Regions from separate parts of the Mus musculus genome. Here region 1 is linked to region 2. A link is a contact called in public HiChIP or PLAC-seq data. All regions are on one chromosome and are shown on one strand. The core of a region is the stretch at or near the end of the contact, and the rest is flanking DNA. Distances in the headings are between cores, read along the strand shown. Region 1 has its middle 82 kb from the start of Gm42034. Region 2 has its middle 4.2 kb from the start of Mir8110.

What was found. HiChIP or PLAC-seq counts read pairs in DNA pulled down with a chosen protein or histone mark.
Region 1: an H3K27ac HiChIP or PLAC-seq map of heart atrium shows a contact between it and region 2, with 4 times the contacts expected there. The contact joins two enhancer-like sites. A contact is called at or near these places in 4 of 39 promoter capture datasets (cranial neural crest, embryonic stem cells, frontonasal cranial neural crest and 1 more), 5 of 484 Hi-C or Micro-C datasets (embryonic stem cells, gonadal supporting cells, liver and 1 more) and 4 of 115 datasets of contacts at active chromatin or transcription factors (astrocytes, embryonic forebrain, embryonic stem cells and 1 more).

Annotation. Positions count from the first base shown.
Region 1 is chr8:88,920,659-88,924,416 of GRCm38.p6, reverse strand. No RefSeq gene overlaps it. Among named protein-coding and RNA genes, the nearest start is that of Gm42034, 82 kb to the right of the region's middle. Within about 2 kb of position 1,871, at least 10 of the 459 cell types and tissues checked have an H3K27ac peak or open chromatin away from gene starts, as enhancers often do. A contact at or near this core is called in heart atrium, where this site is marked.
Region 2 is chr8:89,018,423-89,022,614 of GRCm38.p6, reverse strand. No RefSeq gene overlaps it. Among named protein-coding and RNA genes, the nearest start is that of Mir8110, 4.2 kb to the left of the region's middle. RefSeq lists a cis regulatory region at 3,788-4,192. Within about 2 kb of position 1,259, at least 41 of the 459 cell types and tissues checked have an H3K27ac peak or open chromatin away from gene starts, as enhancers often do. A contact at or near this core is called in heart atrium, where this site is marked.

The DNA of each region.
Region 1 (3,758 bases), core at 622-3,121, 99 kb after region 2:
CCTGGAAGGGGGCAGCTAAGGGACTCTTCGGCTCAGTCTGGAAACCCTGGATTTACCCAGAGGGAGCTTTTGTGGATGGCTGCAAGTCACTGCCCTTCCATGAGGAATTAGTGAGTGAGTGAGTGAGTGACTTGAATGGACAACTGCATCACATCTGCTCTGCATCAGGACCAGAGTGGATGCGGAGGATCCGCACCATGGATGAGGTGGCACCGCTGTCATTGGAGCTACTACATGTTATTTATAACATGCCAGAGATGGTGGAAACATTTCCCATGCCTTTCTCGGTTATTCACCAGGAATTCCTGTTAACTGACACTGTTAATCTCCACATTTTAGATACAAGGGAAAGGAAAAAAAAAGAACAGAGAGTAATTGTCCAAAGATGGCACACTTGGTGTGTAGAATGAATCTGGTCCATTGACTCCAGGGCTAACTCTGGGCTGTGGTATGAGCATAGAATGGGGCAGATGCTCAACCCAGCTGATGGGTGAGTCATGATTATTAAGGGGAGAGGGATGCCATGGAATATACATACTGTCTACTAGAAGCCAGGAGATGGATGAAGAGGATGACAGGAACAACCACGTGAAAAACAATAAGAGGAAAATGAGGAGGACTATGGATGATGACAACAGCAATGGGAGGAGGATGAAGGAGAGAACAGAGGAGAGAAGGAAGGAGAGGAGCAGAGGGAGGGGGGTGGTGGGGTGCACGAGGAGGACCTTACACCCTGAGAGTTTCTGTACGAAGGAGGCAGCACAGTCTATTTGCTTGTGAATTCATTAACTCAGCCATCTCCCTGATTCCGACCATGTACCAGGCTCTGTGTTGGAGGTTGAGATTCCAGCAGGGGTAGGATGGTACAAAGGTGGTCTGTGCAGGTAGAACTCCTGCCTCTTGCCCCTGGAATTCAGTACCTTATTGGGGGGCAGTGGACATGGCAACTGAGCCATCCCAAGGCTAAGAGAGGAAGGAACAGCTACAAACTTCCTGTGTGTGTGTCCAATGAGGCCTGAAGGGCCACAGAAGCCATCAGCAAAGAAGCTGGAGAAGGGGAAGGAAAGAGTCACAACCTGGATGTAGGAGTGGCCCAGGTTGCTGGTTTGAAGCAAAAAGAAGGGCTTATACTTAGACAAACATAAAATCAGCTGCCCAAAGGCCCCTGACAAGGCAGCAGAGGGGATGAAACTGCCCAGGAACCCAGCGCACGTCTCCTTCAGGTTCCCAAGTCCCTCCTGGGTCATGAGCAGCCCCCATCAGGTCAAACTATAAACATGGCCCCCATTGTATTTCTACTCCGTGTAAGTAGGTTGGTCTCCAGAGGGCCAAGGCAAATATTTGCTGAGCCTGGCACTGCTCCAGCAGGGAGGACAATGTGTAGTCAGGCTGCTGACCTTGCGCTGTTGCGAGACTCAAGAAGCACATGACAACTTTCCACTCTCAAGCTGGAGCAGGGTGGGAAAACGCCTCTTACCCTGGTGCTGGGGAAATGTGACCTGGGGTCCATTCTTTCTCCCTTCTTTAAGGTCCCATTCTAACATCTTTTCCACGTGTGTTTCAGTTTCAACTTAACCTTCATGTTCATATTGTTGCTTTTCCTCCAAAGTCTATGACAGCAATCGGAGTGTGAGCTAACGTTGCTTTGCTGAAAATCCAATTTTCTTTGTTCTGTTTGTTTGTTTGCTTTTTGTTATTCAAGACAGGTTTCTCTGTGTATCCTTGGCTGTGTTGGAACTTGCTCTGTATACCAGGTTGGCCTCGAATTCATGGAGATCACCTTCCTCTGCCTCCTGGGTGCTGGAACTGAAGGCGTGTACCACTATCACCCAGCACAATCCAACTCTTACCCCTGAGTGGTCCAGGGCCAGGGCAAGGCTGGCGACCGCCAGTGGCTGAATCTTAGCTCAGCAGGAAAGAGGGACAATGAGGTTCATGTAAAGAAAATGAAAGCCCCCTCTGCCATTCCAGCCCCACAGTGTCTCTGAGCCACAGTCAGGGAAGGGTGGCCACTGCCTCAGTGGCCACCACCTACTTAGATCCATCCATCAGTTTTTATGTGTCCAAATCAGCTTGTGGAAAATTCACACGAGTTCCTGGATCCGAGGCCAAGACAGGACACTGAGATGCAAGACAGGCTTTTCCTGTGGTGTTAGGAAAACTCCCAGCTCCCCCAGGCCTCTGTTCCAAGCTCTGACCACAGTCTCAGTTTTTCCACCACCTTATCAATTCCTGATAGGCAGGGCTGACTCAGAGGTGGGGGTGGGTGAGGCTCGGCAGGTCTCAACCCCACCAAGCAGATCCTCACTGAGGTTCTGAGCTTCCCCAAAGCATGACATCATCAACAAGGTTGCGTGTCCTTTACCCCTGCTAATCTTGCTGTGAGCCCTATGAGAAGCTGGGTGGACCCTGGGTGTGAGGAACTGGAGTACATAAAGTCACCTGTCAAAGCCTGGCTGAACCCCTAAATCGGAGGAGACTTTCTTATAAGCTCATTTTTTAAAAAAATATTTCATATAAATTATACAAAATAATAGGTTTTATGGCAACATTTCTGCACTCATAGAATATACTTCAATTTTATACCCACCACTGCCCTCTCTCAATGCCCTGCCCTCTAGTTCCTCTTCTTCCTTTGTAGTATGTTCTGCTTTCTCACGTTTTATGGGTTTGTTGTTTTTTTTTTTAATCTAGATTTCAATATGAGAGAAAACACACTGTTTGTTCTCCATAGACTGGCTTATTTCACTTAACATGGTGCTCCATTTTCCTGTAACCATGTGATTTCTCTCTTCACAGTCAAGCAGAGGTCCATTATCTACATGAAGCACATTTCTCCCCATCCCCTCATCTGTGGAGCACCATCCGGGCTGTTTCTATGCCCTGGATATGAGAAGAGTCCTGCTTGGATGTGTCTAGGATTGTCTCGGTGGCGTGCTAGCTGAGAATCCCTCAGCCTGGATCCAGGACAGGGCAGCTCTATTTTCAGCTGCTTGAGACACCCCCATGACGATTTCTACAGGCTAGACCAATTCGCATTCCCACCAACAGTATATAGAGACCCTTTACCCCTTCATCGTTGTCTTGCTGATGGCTGTTCTCACTGAGGTGAGAAGGAGTCTCGGTGTGGCTTTAGCCTGCATCCTTCTCATGGCTAAAGATGTTGAATGTCTTTTGGACATTTCTTCCTCTTTTGAAAAAGGTGTCAGTTCAGCTCATTTCCCCCATTCATGCCTACGATAAATGCTACCAATAGCTTTTGGATATATTGGTACTTATCAGTACTCTCAACAAACATTTCTGGTTTTCACCCCCCTGGCGTTCAGACAGGATTGCATTTCCTACACCTTATGAGTGAGTGGGACCACATGACTAACGGTAGCCAATGACTTATTTAGAGGAAGTGACATATTATTCCTTGGTACTCACTCTACTGCTACTCTCAACGGGGAAGGAAGAAGTAAAATTGGGTCTTCTTGGCTATGCCTTTCTCTTCTAAAGTGCTGAGTGGTGGCATGAGGGTGACAATTGATTCCTTAGATGTCTCGGTGACTTAAATGGATTCAGTACACATGTGGTTTAAACAAAAAGTAAATCTGTGTTGATTTATGTTTGAGAATCCGGTGCTATTTGTTACATCACCATACACTCTTCTCTGCTGACTGAAACACGATATGGAAATGTGGGCTTTGCGGAGGTGACAGCTGTCAAGTCTCAGGACCCCATAGCTTTCTTTCCTCCTTACCTTGTCCCTGTGA
Region 2 (4,192 bases), core at 10-2,509:
ACTGTACAAAGTTAGATAGTCATCAGCTCATTGCGTTCATTCAGATTTCAGCCACTGTCACAAACTCCTGCTATTGGAGCCTCTCCAGTTACTTACTTACTCAGCAATCTAGGTGAGTTCTCTTTGAAAGCTTCGGTGGATTCGTTTCCAATGGAATGGGAACCCGTACTTATTCAGTTCTCCCCAGTGGTCTTGGAATCCTGCGCCAGAGAAATTGGTACACCTCTGAGGTTGACAAGCCAGTGGCATGCCCTAAATCAAATAACCTGTGTCACTCAGCTGCGTCCTCTCCATTTTCTCCAACACAGCTGCAGCTTGCTGCGGACATGGGTGAAGTCTGTGGGTCTGGGAAGGCTTTACTGGGACTGCATCCCTCCTTCCTTACCAGGCACCACACACATTTGAAGGGATCAGACCCTCACCAGCATTCTGCTCAGATGTGACACTATTTCCCAATGCTTTGGTCCCATCTGTGACACTACGCGCGCATGTGTGTCCTAGGTCACATCTGTAAGTGTGGTCGCTAGTACAAGAAGATTCAAGGACCAAGCATGGTGGTGTGTGCCTCATGTGATTCATACACTCAGAAGACAGAGACAGAAGCATCATTGTAAGTTCCTGACCAGCTACAGAGTGAGACCCTGCTTTCAAGAACAGTTTTAAAACATCAGGCAGTAATAATGCACACCTACAGTCCCAGAACTTGAGAGGGCAAGACAGGAGGATTAGTAATTACAAGCCACCCCTGTGTTATACAGGGAGACCCTGTTGGGACAGAAAAAACAAAACAAAACAAAACAAAACAAAACAAAGGCAGGAATGTCATCAACAAGCCCCACCCCCTCAAAAAAAAAAAGGTTTTCTGTCTGATTTTTAGCTGTCACATTAGAAAAAAGGGTCTGGGAGTCAGAAATGTGATTGGAGAGAGCAGTGACCAAGGCACAGGTAGATGGTTCAGATTCCCCATTCTCTTGTGGTCATTCATCCACTAAGCAGAATTTTCTATCCTCTGCTCCTGCTCAGGGGAAGGAGAACATCAGCCAGGCTCCCAACACTGCCCTGTGTGTGTTTCTCCTTGCCCAGGACGCTTCTACTTGGAGGGTTTTAAAAGCATCCTGTTGTCAAGAGGATTGCTCCTTAAACACAGTCGAAAGCAAAAGAGGAAACAAAAACTGTGAGTGAGAGAGCTTAATTACACAGCAAGGCACACTGTCCCTTTAAGGCCCTTCCCCCATTGGTAATTGGGCCCAGCTCTTGGGTAACTAAGATAACATCCCGTCCAAGTCCTGCCATTTCTAAGCATCCTTAGTCACTGTACTTAGTGTGGGGTTTACCCAGCAAGTCCTCAGAAGGCATCCTGGGAAGAGTCCTTAGGAACCGCTCCTGGGAAGCAGGGGACTGGGCTGCTGACGCTGCTGTAGAGCACTTGCCTTGCTTGCACTGGGATCCTGGGTTCAGATCCCCAGCATGGTAAAAAGAAAGGCAGAAGAAAAGAAAACACCCCTCAACGGGAAGGTTGCCTGATGACTCCAGTGGAGACGACTAACACAGCAACAGTCACTTCAGTTGCTTTTGCTCCCCACCCCCCACCCCACCCCCACCCCTTTTTTTTTCCTGAAATGTAGCTCAGGCTGGTATCAAACTAATATTTGTGCATTGGCCTCCTGGATGCTAGCTAGGTTCTCAGGCATGCACCACATCTGTCCACTTGCTTCATCTCCAGAACTAAGTAGAAACTTGTCTGACTGGATAGGAGTTTGTCCAGAGCCTGGATTTTTTATTTTCCATAGATTTAACCCTTCCAATCTGGGAACAGAAGTGGGACACCAAGGTTAGCTCGAAGACTCAGGGTCTGAATATAGAATCTCATCCTGGATCCCCCTTCATAAAGGGGTTACCATGGTAGTCAGCATATCCTTCCTTCCTCTCTGCCACCCTTCCCTTTACCACACTGCTTGCCCACACAGTCTCCAGGTTTCATCAAAGAACTCACTTCGGCCAGGAGAGAAGGTAGATGTTGTGGTGTGCTGGTTCCAAGCCTGGGCCTTAGGACACTACATGTTTCTATATATGATCTTGTGCCTTGGCTGTCACTATGCCAGCTGGCCTCAGAAAGAAGGAAAAAGTTCCTTGGGGGAGAGACTTCCCTAGCCAAGCCCACCCTGGAACAGCCAAGCCTCCCCAGCCACAGACACCTGAGAGAGACAACAGCCTATCCACAGCCTTTGGCAGTAATGGTGACTGCTTGATGCCGTTGGTTTTGGAAGTGATTTCTCAGCATCGTTGACAATAAGTCACCTTGGCTCCATAGGATGTGTTTAGTAACACAGTGTCGCCCACCCCCACCGCTGTAGATGCTTTATTTGAATTAACCTTTTTAACCCCTGCAATACCCACAAGATGAGGTATAGCGGGAGAGTCCATTTGGGGGTGGGGGTACAGAGAATAAGGCAAAAAGAAGTTATGTTAAACGCCTTAGGACACATATTCACTAAGCAACAAGAATATGAACCCAGAGTGCCTTACTCCAGAGCCCACCTGTTGCGTTCTTAGTGACTGAGATGTTCTTCCCCCATCACTGCTTCCTTAGCAACCTGCTACCTGTCCCTCCTTGACCAGACCTGAGGCTCAGAGTTGTGACTCCTCCTCTGAGGATCACTTTTCCAACTTGCCCATAAGTATCCAGGGAATGCTTACAGAGGGAGCCTCTCAGACCCACAGGGAAGGAATCTGTTCTCTAAATACCTGTCTGGGAAAGAAACTTCATCTCTGAACATGACTCATGTTGGAGACAGGAAGAGGAGAGATTCAGGTAAGGGTGGGGGTGGAAACTTGAAATCTCAGAAGGCTGGAAGCTAAGGCAGCAGGATCCCGGGTTCCAGGCCAGCCAGGGCTACTCAAACAGACCTGCTCTTCCCCTAACTCTGGCCTCTTCCATCAGAGTACAGGGGTGATTTTCACACGTGAGAACTATTACCTACTCTCAAAAAACCTTACTAAGACCTGGAGATAAATTCCACAGGAAATGATGCTTCAGCTAGCTAGAAACGTGTGGGGTTTTTACGCACGTGCACACTCCTCTTTTTCTGTGTGTTTTCAGTCTGTGAGCCTCTGGTCATCACAAGTTGCTGTCACCAGAAGGGGGGACATTGGCAGGCATGGGCCGCTGCTATCTCCGCTCTGTGTAAAAACAATCACCCCAATCCCCACATTCTCAAATTGAACCTTCCTTGGAAATAAAGGATGTGCTTAGAGGAGTCACTCAAGTTGAGGACATTTGGGGAGTCTTGGGAGTGTGACTGGGTCTCTTGTCCAGGATGCACTATGGGGATATGACAGGCCTGAAGAGGTCAGCAGGATAGACAACTATCCCGATCTGTTTTCTCTTGCTCCAGCAGAATACCCTAAACCGATACCGTGTTTGCGGGTGAGGATACGGGGCGAGCCCTCACAGTACACTGACATTTGATCTCAGCCAAAAGACTGGGAAGTGGTGGGGTTGGAGCACTATTATCAAACTCATTTAGTGTGTGATTCCAAGAGCTACAAGTTCAAGACTGTGTGACCACAGTGGGCAAGATGGCAGCCATTGCCAGAGCAGATGTGACAGGTATCCTCTAGCAGCCCATTCTAGAGACATGACCTGATCTCGGAGGACCTCATCTCAGTAAAGCATCGTCAGGGTGTTTCAGAGATGGCAAGCTTGCCCACCTGAGCCTGGTAGTAGATGAAACAGCAGAAGGGCTATCTTGGGAGCTTGGAAATTCAAAGTCTGAAATCACATAAGCAGAGCTACACCCTCCGGAGGGGTCGGGGGGGGGGGGGGTACTTTTCTGTGCCTGCCTCAACTTCTTCTGTTGTCAGAAAGTCTTGACCCCTCTGGGCTTGTAGACCTGGCCTTCTTCTTCTACTGCCCCTTCTTCTACTGTAATCTTCACCTTACAAACCTTTGAATATAGTCATACTGTCTCCTCTCCTTGTGCCTGACTGCTTCCCTTATGAGGACAACTGCCATATTGAAGTGTCTAGACAGCATCTTAACTTGATAACATCTGTAAAAATCCTATTTCTAAATAGGGTTTCAGACACAACTACTAGCTGTCTTCACAGTAGCTCAGGTGAAACTCTAGTACAGTGGTTGTTCAAAGTGGGTGTCACAACTCCTTTGGGGGTTCAAATGACCCTTTCACAA